Regions from separate parts of the Sus scrofa genome. Here regions 1 and 2 are each linked to region 3. A link is a contact called in public HiChIP or PLAC-seq data. All regions are on one chromosome and are shown on one strand. The core of a region is the stretch at or near the end of the contact, and the rest is flanking DNA. Distances in the headings are between cores, read along the strand shown. Region 1 overlaps LRIG1 (leucine-rich repeats and immunoglobulin-like domains protein 1). Region 2 overlaps LRIG1 (leucine-rich repeats and immunoglobulin-like domains protein 1). Region 3 has its middle 210 kb from the start of LRIG1.

Evidence for each region. HiChIP or PLAC-seq counts read pairs in DNA pulled down with a chosen protein or histone mark.
Region 1: an H3K27ac HiChIP or PLAC-seq map of skeletal muscle shows a contact between it and region 3. The contact joins two enhancer-like sites. A contact is called at or near these places in 2 of 47 Hi-C or Micro-C datasets (fetal heart ventricle and psoas muscle) and 1 of 2 datasets of contacts at active chromatin or transcription factors (skeletal muscle).
Region 2: an H3K27ac HiChIP or PLAC-seq map of skeletal muscle shows a contact between it and region 3. The contact joins two enhancer-like sites. A contact is called at or near these places in 1 of 47 Hi-C or Micro-C datasets (skeletal muscle) and 1 of 2 datasets of contacts at active chromatin or transcription factors (skeletal muscle).

What each region holds. Positions count from the first base shown.
Region 1 is chr13:47,952,340-47,955,876 of Sscrofa11.1, reverse strand. All of the region lies in intron 3 of LRIG1 (leucine-rich repeats and immunoglobulin-like domains protein 1), which reads left to right. Among named protein-coding and RNA genes, the nearest start is that of LRIG1, 73 kb to the left of the region's middle. Within about 2 kb of position 1,731, at least 13 of the 83 cell types and tissues checked have an H3K27ac peak or open chromatin away from gene starts, as enhancers often do. A contact at or near this core is called in skeletal muscle, where this site is marked.
Region 2 is chr13:47,913,824-47,917,425 of Sscrofa11.1, reverse strand. It overlaps LRIG1 (leucine-rich repeats and immunoglobulin-like domains protein 1), which reads left to right. Exons shown (of 20, transcript XM_005669717.3): 14 at 1,354-1,674; 15 at 3,043-3,324. Among named protein-coding and RNA genes, the nearest start is that of LRIG1, 110 kb to the left of the region's middle. Within about 2 kb of position 1,720, at least 1 of the 83 cell types and tissues checked has an H3K27ac peak or open chromatin away from gene starts, as enhancers often do. A contact at or near this core is called in skeletal muscle, where this site is marked.
Region 3 is chr13:48,237,267-48,241,273 of Sscrofa11.1, reverse strand. No RefSeq gene overlaps it. Among named protein-coding and RNA genes, the nearest start is that of LRIG1, 210 kb to the right of the region's middle. Within about 2 kb of position 2,468, at least 1 of the 83 cell types and tissues checked has an H3K27ac peak or open chromatin away from gene starts, as enhancers often do. A contact at or near this core is called in skeletal muscle, where this site is marked.

The DNA.
Region 1 (3,537 bases), core at 482-2,981, 280 kb after region 3:
ATAGAAGTTCCCAGGGAGTTCCTGTCGTGGCGCAGTGGTTAACGAATCCAACTAGGAACCATGAGCTTGCGGGTTCGGTCCCTGCCCTTGCTCAGTGGGTTAACAATCCGGCGTTGCCGTGAGCTGTGGTGTAGGTTGCAGACGTGGCTCGGATCCCGCGTTGCTGTGGCTCTGGTGTGGGCCGGTGGCTATAGCTCCGATTCAACCCCTAGCCTGGGAACCTCCATATGCCACGGGAGCTGCCCAAAGAAATAGCAAAAAAAAAAAAAAAAAAAAAAGAAGTTCCCAGGCTAGGGGTCGAATTGGAGCCACAGATGGCTGCCTAAGCCATAGTCACAGCCTTGCCAGATCCAGGCCTCACCTGTGACCTACACCACAGCTCAAGGCTACACCAGATCCTTAACCCACTGAGCAGGGCCAGGGATCAAACCCTCGTCCTCATGGTTACTAGTCGGGTTTGTTACTGCTGAGCCACAACGGGAACTCCTTGTTTGTTTATTTTCTGAATAACACTCTGCTGTTCTAGAATGCAATGGTGAACATAGGAGACTGAACTCAAGTCTTAATTCATTTGCTTGTTCAACAGCTATTTATTGAGTGTCTGAGTGTCATTTATGTTCTACGCATGGTTCTAGGTGCTAAAGACATAGCAGTAAAGAAAACCTGCTAAATCTCAGCCCTGTGTAGCTTACATCCTAATGATGTAATGATCTTGGGACTCCTTAATACCTTAGGAGGTTTTGTTTCATTCTGTTTATAATTAGTAGACTTCTAGGGCGGTTTTAGGTTTACAGAAAAATGGAGAAGAAAGTACAGAGACCTTGGAAGCATCTACCTTCCCCCTCCAGTTTCCACTCTTGTTAGTAACATCTTGCATTAGTGTGGTGCATTGTTACAGTTGAAGGGCCAGTGTTGATACATTATTATTATCTAAACCTATAGTGTTGGTGAAAATTCACTGTTGGTGTTAGACATTCTGGGGGCTTCTGTAAACATTCAGTGATATGTATTTACCATTACAGTTATCACACAGAATCGTTTCATTGTCCTAAGAGTCCCTTGTGTGTCACCCATTCAAATTTCTCTCTCTCCCAAGTCCCTGGCAACAACTCATCTTTTTACCGTCCTCATAGTTTTGCCTTTTCCAGAATGTCCTGTATTTGGAAGCATACAACTAGGTTGCCTTTTCTGATTAACATCTTTCACTTGGCAATGTGCATTTCCCCAGCAGGTTTGTTTTTGTTCTGTGTCTGTAGTTTGGATTGGATCCTGATGATTTGCTGTCCTTCGTGGCTTGGGTCACTCTCAACCTCACAGAACTGTGGTGGCTGACTCTTGGCTGTGCCTTGGTTTCTTCATTCCAGATCATGGCTTTCCAGCTCCCTGTGGATAAGCCGGTGGGTGGGAGAAGCAAGCAGGATCTGGTGTATTGAGGCGTCTGGGGCCTGGCTCCTCCATAGGGATGGGACCTTAGGTCCCCTTCACAAGGACTTCATGGAAACAGTCCGTTGAAGACCCCAAGGGGAAAGTAACCCCGAAGGAAGTGAATGGGTCAGGAGGTTGGTTGACGTGGCCCCATCCTGCCTTCGAAGGGGCTGACCCTGCCTGGCGGAGGCTGTTTATCCCGCCACTGGGCTGCTCTTGTTTTTTATCCAATCTCCACCTGAATAAACAGATCCGGAACGTCCTCTGCAGCCAGGCTGAGAATCGGCCAAAATTCCCCAGGGAACTGGTGATTCACCAGCAGCCGCTGTGGGGGAGAGGGGGTGAGCAAGAGACAGAAGGAGACCTGCTTACTCGGAGTCTCATTTCCTGTCCAGCAAATAACCCAGGCGGGGCCATTCTTATGAGGCACTGGTGTCTTCGAGCACATTATCGATGTATGCAAGAGCACAGATGGTTTTGGTTTTCATTTTTAAGGAGATGAATGTAAAGCAGCCTTGTGAGAAGGTGATGTTTTCTACTGTCATTCAGCGAAGAGAGACTTTTCTTCCCTGGGCCTAGGAAAGCTCTCCTGGGTTCAAGTGTTATTTTAAAAATTCCCTTAGCTTCATTTTCAAGGTGCATATGGACCCTGGTCCCAACAACAGGCACAGTCAGTTTTCTTACCAATTTGGGACTTAGAATTATTAATTCTCTCCCACCCCCCCCCTTGGGTGCTCATGAGGCCCCCACTTATAATAAAATCACTCTGACACCTGGACAAGATGAGATTGTGCTCTGTCATGCTCTGTGGTCCTAGGCTGTGTTCCTAATGCTTTGGGTGGGGGAGGGATACAGGGCGAGGGACACACAAGGGTGGTGGCATCTGAGAAAGTGGTTGAAAAAAAAGTTCCTGTTATGGCTAAAGTGGTAAGGACTCAGGCTCAATCCCTGGCCTCGTTCACTGGGCTACGGATCCAGCGTTGCAGTGAGCTGTGGTGTATGTCGCAGACTGTGGCTCAGATTTGGCATTGCTCTGGCTGTGGCTTAGGCTGGTAGCTACAGCTCAGATTCGACCACTAGCCTGGGAACTTTCATGTGCTGCAGGTGTGGCAAAAAAAAAAAAAAAAAAAAAAAAGAGAAAGAGAAAAAAGGTCATTGGTCTAGACTGCATGAAACATGGCACCTTGGATCAGATGGCTTTTCCGATTCATTTCAGCCTTGGGGAATTTGGTTTAAAGGAAAACCGCTGGTGTCTGCTGAGGCCAAACATGTGCGTGCTTGAAAGCTGTGTAGCAGGGCCACCCAAGACATTGACACCTAGCACAAATGCATGCAAATATGTGCCAAAAGATACGTGGAAAATGCGTGTCCCTGTGCATCACTGTGATTTTTGCAATAACCCAAGCTGGAAATAACTCAGTGTCCATCAGCAGTAGAATGAAAAGCAAATTGCTTTATATAGTATGTAGTCCCTCAAGAGAAATACTACACAATGGTGAAAAAGAATTAAGTCCTGCCAGTACAACTACATGGATGTATCTCATGATGTGGAGTTGAAATAGCCAGATACAGGAGAATATATAGGGAACGATTCCAAATAGATCAAGTATAGCAATAGGAAAAATTAATCACAGGTTGTAGAAATTAAGGTTCTTTTTGGAAAGAATAAATGACAAGGAAAGTGATGGAAGGGAGCTGGCTGGGATGTTGGAAATGTTCTATATCTGTCATGTGCATGGGCGCAGACATTTTATAAAAATGCACCGAGTTCTGCCTTTACCGTTTATGCCCTTTTCAGTATGCCTGCAATATTTAATGAAAACATCTGCAAACAAACAGAACAGCAGCCACCCCGGATGCTGTGACCTGTTGGATAGTGCTGTATTTTTCAACAGAGGAGAAATCATCATCTTCTTGTGTGTTCTTGAAATGATTAACATCTTTGGGTGCTTGCAGTAATACAGTGAAGCCCCTTAGGTAGACACCAGGGCTGCTCTGCCCTGCACTGGCTTTTGTACTCAATCGAAATATTGTATACACACCTTCATTCTGATCATTTTCATCAGCCCTCAGAGCATCTGGTACGTGTGGCAGTGGGGTTAGGTGCTATGG
Region 2 (3,602 bases), core at 471-2,970, 320 kb after region 3:
ACTCTCATTATGTGTGTGTTATTACGTTTGATGCTATCTCATCAAGCTTTCTGTGGCTCTGCTCCCTTTCTTTATTCTTTATCAGACTGGATAACTTCAGCTGACTTGTCTCACTTTCCCTGACTTTCCTCCCAGCTCATTTCAGCTGATGGCCCCCTTTAGTGAATTTTTCATGTCAGTTATTGTACTTTTAAACCTCAAAGTTTACGTTTGGCTCAGTTGTACAATTTCTAGATCTTTATTGGTGGGGAAGGAAATGGTCCCATACTTTCCTTTAGACTTGGTGTCCTTTTGTTCTTTGAATGTATTTATAAAGTCAACTTAAAGTCTTTATTTAGTAGGTACAAGATTTGGACTCCCTCAGGGACATTTTCTATTGACTGCTTTCTCCTTGTTTCTTTGCATGTTTTGTTTTTGTGGTTGTTGTTGAAAATTGAGTATTTAAAATAATGTGGCAAGTCTGGAAATCACATCCTCCTTGTGTCCTTCCCTGGGGTTTGTTCTGTTTACTGTTACAGTGTATTTATTTGGTGACTTTTCTGGATAAATGTTGTATTATCTGTTCTGTACAGCCATGGAAGTCCCTATGTGGCTTGCTAATAATGACTGGACAGAGTCCTTAAATTACTTGAGATTTCAGTCTCCCATCCTTTGCCCAGCATCTCTGTTGTGTGCTGATCAGTTTGCACTGATCTTTGATGAGGGTCAGTCACAGAGAAGCAATCAGGACCCTCTCAGGTCTTCCCTGGGCCTACACATAGGCCTGCATTTGCAGGTGGCCTTCTCTGTCCTCAAGAATGTGTTAGATCTTTTTAAAGCCCCTCTGGTGAATCTTTACCAGCTTCCTTTGTCATTTTCTGGACAGCTTCTAGTTGCTTCCAGCTGATGTTCCTGCCTCATCCCTGATTGCTGATTGCTCTCACCACATGCCCTGGGCTTCTCTTGCAAAGTAAACTGTATTGTGTCAAACAAATGCAGCCCTGGGGATGCAGCTTTGGTAGGTGAGGCCCTTGCTATCACAATGGTTCCCAATTGTGTGAGTGGGTTTTTTATGACAGTAATCAAGTGAAGCGAGCTCCAGTCTTCTTGTGGAAACTGCAGACTGCTTTGATAACCGAGTACTGGCGGATGTGTTTGTTGTAACCAAGGAAGGTGCTCGTGGATCTGTAACTGGATATGGTCTGACAGCTGTGGTGCAAGTCCTTTATAGTGTTAGTGGAGCTGAGGGGGCACAAGGACCCAGGAAGGTCTGGTCCCTGCACAGTGTCTCAGTTTCTTGTCAACTTGAACAGCAGCTGGTCCCTATGTCCTAAAGAGTCCGAGCGACTTATGCATGGCTCTTTTCTCCCCCAGATGACTTACCCAAGCCACAGATCATCACCCAGCCAGAGACGACGACAGCCGTGGTGGGCAGGGACATCCGCTTCACCTGCTCGGCTGCCAGCAGCAGCAGCTCCCCCATGACGTTTGCCTGGAAGAAGGACAGCGAAGTGCTGGCCAATGCGGACATGGAGAACTTCGCCCACGTCCGCGCCCAAGATGGGGAGGTGATGGAGTACACCACCATCCTGCACCTGCGCCGCGTCACTTTCGGGCATGAGGGCCGCTACCAGTGTGTCATCACCAACCACTTTGGCTCTACCTACTCCCACAAGGCCAGGCTCACTGTGAACGGTAGGAAGTGCTGTCTTTCATTGGGGTGACACATTCCTCCGAAGCCACACTGTTCTACCATCATGTGGCAGTGGCTGGGCAGGAGACACACCTGCTTCACTGTGTCACTGTTCCACTGCACCCTTTCCTGGCTTGGGCCCAGAGCCAGTGGTGTAGATGGCAGGCAGGGTTATTTTCAGTGGATTCTTTGTTTGGGGTGATTTTTTTTTTTAATCCAGTGACTATGTCAAGTGACATTTAGGCCCAAGCCTTGTATTTTTTTTTTTTTTTTTCATTCTCCGTAATGCAGGATGTCTGGTATCCAGATTCCAAGTATGCCCTGATGCTGGGAAAACTGCTCTTCTTTGAGATAGCATGGCCTTGGGGCCAGAGGCCAACCTGGGTGGGACAGCTGGGCACCTGCCTCTCCAGAGGCTGAGGAGGGCAAGGAAGTGTGAGTGCCTGCTTGCTGGAAGAATGGCCTGCAGGTGTTTCAAGGATTGTACTCAGTCACCAGTTTTAGAGTCTGTCAAGATGGCTTGCTTCAGGGCTTTCATTTTGTAGTGAGTTTAGGGTAGAAGGAGAGAGGTAAATAGCTTGAGAAGTTAACCCCTCATCCTAGTAACTTAGGATTCTCTTGATTATTGAACCTGTCATTAAAAAGTGCTCAACTGCTGTGGAAGCTCTTACCACAAAAATTCCTTTTTTTTTTTTTAAACCACACTTTGGCTGGTTGTCTTACTATGAGCATGTCCTCATTGTTTCTCAGAAACTTGGGGCAGTGTTAGATTCCCACCAGAGCAATCTCAATGGGAACTGGAGTGCCATCCGACAGTTGGCTGGATGCTTACGAGTATCAGGGAGTATTCGGGATAAACAAGCTGGCAGAATGCTCTCAGTCCCCCATATACAGGAATACAGTTCCAACACCACCTCTCCTAAACGGGCTTTCCTCAAGAGGGAAGAGCCATTCTGTTGCTTTCCTCTGTCCTGGCGTCTTGCAGGAGCAAACATTTTTGTTTCCCAGTCTCACTCCTGGTGATTAAGGCAGGCAAGCTTCAGGCCCTGGCATTTATGGGGTCTCCCTGTACAGACTGATTTCCTTCAGGGACAGCAGGGAAATGTTTCCTGGAAGCCTTACATTTGAGGGGCTATAGCCACAGAGGGACCTGGGAGAAGCTGGGTAGCCCCTGGGAACTTCTGCTTCTGACCCACAGTGGGCAGCAGTGGTTCTGGGCAGATGCTGGCACGAAGGGCGGCACGGTGTGATGAGCTGACACCATGGTTTGCGGGGCGGGGGGGGGTGCGGCTGTGAGTTTGACGGAGGATATTTCCAGCCTTTGCATCTAGCTTTCCAACCGCTGGACCCTGGATTTGTCTGTTCTGCAGTGTTGCCATCATTCACCAAAATGCCCCATGATATTGCCATCCGGACTGGCACCATGGCCCGCCTTGAATGTGCTGCCACCGGCCACCCTAACCCCCAGATTGCCTGGCAGAAGGACGGAGGCACGGATTTCCCTGCAGCTCGTGAGCGACGCATGCATGTCATGCCAGACGACGACGTGTTTTTCATCACTGACGTGAAAGTTGATGACATGGGAGTTTATAGCTGTACCGCCCAGAACTCAGCTGGCTCCATCTCTGCCAATGCCACCCTGACAGTCTTAGGTTCGACTGTTGATAGTGCTAAGTATATATACGTGTGTGTGGCTATGTGCGTGTGTGTACATGTGAGAGAGAAGTTTTCTTCCACGTCATGGTACCAAGAGGCAAGGTTCTCAGACTGTGGTGTGAAGCTGGAGGTGAGTGTAGGGGCTATTTCTATTTTAAGAAAACCTTAGCAAGCAGCCTATAATTTTAAAAAGGTGGTTCCATCTCTTTAATTAAAAAAGCAAAAAAGTGAGCGAATGAGCAGAGCCTTCCAAAGGTTTAGGTATAAAACTCTA
Region 3 (4,007 bases), core at 1,219-3,718:
AGGGTGGTTTCTTATTTTTAACTCTGGTGAGCCCAGTAGCATAGTGACTCCATAGTATCCAAATATTGATTGGGTATCCAACACTGTGAAGTCTGCTGACTGCATAGAGACAGCTCCTGTCAACAAACAAATGAACCCTTCGCACTTCACTCTGTGGTTAAGTGCATCTTCTTGAAAGATCTTCAAAGGCAATGACCAGGCTATTTAGAAAGCCACTGAGGACACTGTTTTCTTGCCCGATTTCCTCATGGATCTGGTGTAGTTATTTGCTGGTTTTTGATTTCCTGGAATGCGGGGTTGGCTTAGGGACTGAGTTAGTCTGCTCCAAGGTACCAACTGGTGGCCAGACACCACAGTGGACATAGCCAACAAAATTCCTCGTGCGATGGTGGGACATTTTGGGTGGTCTTCATGTTCTCATGGCTGACTTGCCTGCAGACACCTGAGGCAGGTCCAGAAGGCAACTATCATATTTGGTGAAGGTTAATAATAATAAATAAAAATGTGCAGAGCCATTTTCTTAGGTGAAACCTGGAGAATTTATATTAGACTTTGAGACTGAAAATTAGGCCCCTGGGTCTTCCTTCTTCTGCAAACTCTAGTTATGGTGACCACTCACAAAGCCATTTTGTGGTCAGTCTCAAGGGTATTTTCAATGAATTTTGTTTGAAACGGCATAAACATTCAGAGAATGAAGGCTGCATGCTGGAGAAGGGAAGAGGGCAGATTCAAAAAAGAATGAAGCAAGGATCCTGGCCTAAAGAAATTTTTCTTATATAGAGGAGATGAACCTCACACATAAAGATGATTTTTAACACCAGGAAGAGCTATGGGAGTTCTAAAGAGTTTTAAGAGTTTTCTTTGAGGCCAGCTGAGAAGGTTGACATCAGAAGAGATGTTCATCCAAGGCAAGATTTCTCAACCTCAGCACTATTGACATATTGGGCCAGAAAATTCTTCATTGTGGGGGCTGTCCTCTGCATTATAAGATGTTGAGCAGCTTCCCTGGCCTCTACTCCCTAGATCCCTGTAACACGTGCGCACACACACAGATAAACACATACAAACACACACACACACACACACACACACACACACACACCAGTGTGACAACCAAAAATTTCTCAAGCCATTGCCAAATGTCCCCTGAAGGCTAAAGAAGTCACCCTCAGTTGGGAAGCACTCTACCAAGGCATTGTTTCTCAAAGTTGAACTAAGGGTAAATTGCATCAGAATCACATAGGTGCATGTTAAAAATAGTGTTTCCCAGGCCTCACCCTGACTGTGCTGAATCAGTAACTACCTAGAGGTCTGCCTTTTAGCAAGTTCTCCAAGTAGCTCTTCTACTACGTGGAGCTCTTAAAATAACTGCAGGCATACATGCTACCTATTTGCCTTTCTGATCAAAGGAAAGAGGATGACTAATGTTTAAGGTGGCTCTTGGGAATTTGGAATTATGTATTTCTATAGGCACCATTCAAGGCTGATTTTCCAATACTGAGCCTAAACTGCATCAAATTACATCAGAGAGAGTTTCCAGACCAGGGCATCTCTACCTTGACTGTATGTTAGAATCACCTAAGGAGCTATGAAAATCACAGATACATGAGCTTAACCACCTAGAGAATATAATTTGTTTGGAACAGAATGTTGCCTGGGCATCAACATTTTAAAATCTCATTGGGTGGCTCTGATATGTTCCCAAGATTGAGAACCACTGTCCTGAACCAGAGATTCTCAAATTGAAATGTGTCGATGCAAATCCACAGAGGATGTAAAGAGAAGTAAAACAGGTCCCTGCTCTAAACAGTTGCCTAAGTTTATCACAAATCCCTAGTCGTAAGCTTGCAGAAAATAGAAAGACATCCCTGAAAGAAGATAGAAATGGCCAGTGAGTCCAGAATATGTGAGAATTTGAGGCTAGTGAGATTTTTTTTCTTTTCATGTTTTACTCTTTGAGATGGTAAGCTAATGAACTGACAAAGACAGGTCATGAAATTCTCAAAGGTCACCAGTCTTCTTAGGAGTTGTTCCTGTAAAAACAATTGATATTAGGAGTTCCCATTGTGGCTCAGTGGGTTAAGAACCCGACATAGTGTCCATGAGGATGTGGGTTCAATCCATGGCCTTGCTCAGTGAGTTAAGGATCTGGCGTTGCAACAAGCTGCAGGGTAGGTTGCAAATGCAGCTCAGATCTGGTGTTGCTCTGGCTGTGATGCAGGCTGGCAGTGACTCCCTAGCATGGGAAATTGAATATGCTGTGTGTGTGGCTCTCAAAAGAAAAAGAGAAAAAAAAAAGGATAGATATCAAATGTGAGGGTCAGAAGCCTGAAGGTGTTACCTCCAGGAACACTTGTAGGTAATACCAAACCCACAGGGTTCAAACCCTGGCCACTGGGTATTGGCCTGGCCCTGCCTGTGTGGACCCAGGCTACCCCCTGTTCTCTGACTGGACAAGCTCTTTGGATGTGCACCAGTCAGTTCACTTTCCCTTTTCAAATGTCACTCATACTGGTCACAGCTGAAACAACAAACTCATATCCCATGTCCCAAACCACGTGTCTTTTTGTCCCCCTCCCCCCCACTTTGTAACAACCACACTCATGATCTCTTGAGAGAGACGTTTGTGAACAGAACGCACCATCATTATTCCCGACAGAGTGGGGCTTCACAGACATGGGAACAATGTTTGAATCTCAACCATCCTAAGAGGAAATTGCCTAGCCTCTCTGAGCTTCATTTTCCTCTTCTTTGCAATAGGATTGCTAAGGTTATCATGAAGATTAAATTCTGCCCCCTCACCTTCTACGAGGTGGATCTTCCTTTTATTAAAGTTTCAGTTTAAATATACCCTACTTATGGGGGTCTTTCTTGACTACCCAGCAGTTCTCTGTCCCATTACTATATTTTAATTCTCTGCATAGCATTGAGTCTCCTGTTTGTTTGTTCATTTGCTAACTTGTTGACTGTCTCCTCTTACTAGGATAGAAACTTTAAGAAAGCAGGGACCCTGGGTTTTTTGTTCACTGCTGTATCTTTAGCATCTAGAATAATTCCTGGCACACCCTAGGCTCTCAAGAAATATTGATTGACCCATGTGTGCCAAGGACCTCACATAGTGCCAGGCCCTCAGGAGGTGCTCAATAAATGATAGTAATGATCATTATTTCTAATTAAATTCCTTTGAGATGACATAAGATTTCGATTCTGAAAATCTCCCTCTGTTTAGGAAGAAGGTGATAGAGGTGCCATGACTGTGAGACTGGTTATCGATTAAGGGTTAAAGAGCAAAACTTTTTTGATGTTACTTTATACATTTAATGGTACCTACTATTTTCTCTCGTGCTAATATAACACGATTACTTAATTTTAAAATGAATTGTAACACAGACAATAACAAGAAATAGAGTGCCTTCTTGATTTCTCTCTTTTCATCAGGCTTTTTTTTCCCCTGCTCTACTGATTTTAGGTCCTGATCATTGGCTCATGTTACTTGCTTCTAGCAACCCCCAAACTAGAACCTCATTGATATCGCTTCCATCTCACCTCAGGGCAAAGAACAGAGCCATAAATCTGAACCTCAACTGGTAGCAAGAATTCTTTCCTGAAAATGATGTTCAAAATCATTGCATCGCCAGGAGCCACACACAGTCTCATAAAAAGCACAGTAGATTTGGGCGGAAGCAGTTTGGTGTTAGGTGTTCTTTGTTTGGGGGATGTTTTGGTGTTTATATTTGTTACAAATGTGTTATGATTGAAGTGGATAAAGCAGAAACTGTAGTAGAGGTCCTTTATTGAAGATTCTGGAACTAACCTGCGGGGTCCTTGAGCTCTGAGACAGAGTGATAGCCCTCAGAATCTGACAGGTAATAATATTTATGAAAGTCCCACATACCTTATTATTTCCTTTAAATAATAAAGCTAGAACAGAGACAATAGTATACAAAAAGCCAGAAAAAAAATGTACTTTTTTAATACAAAGAGAAAAACACATCTGACCATCATTA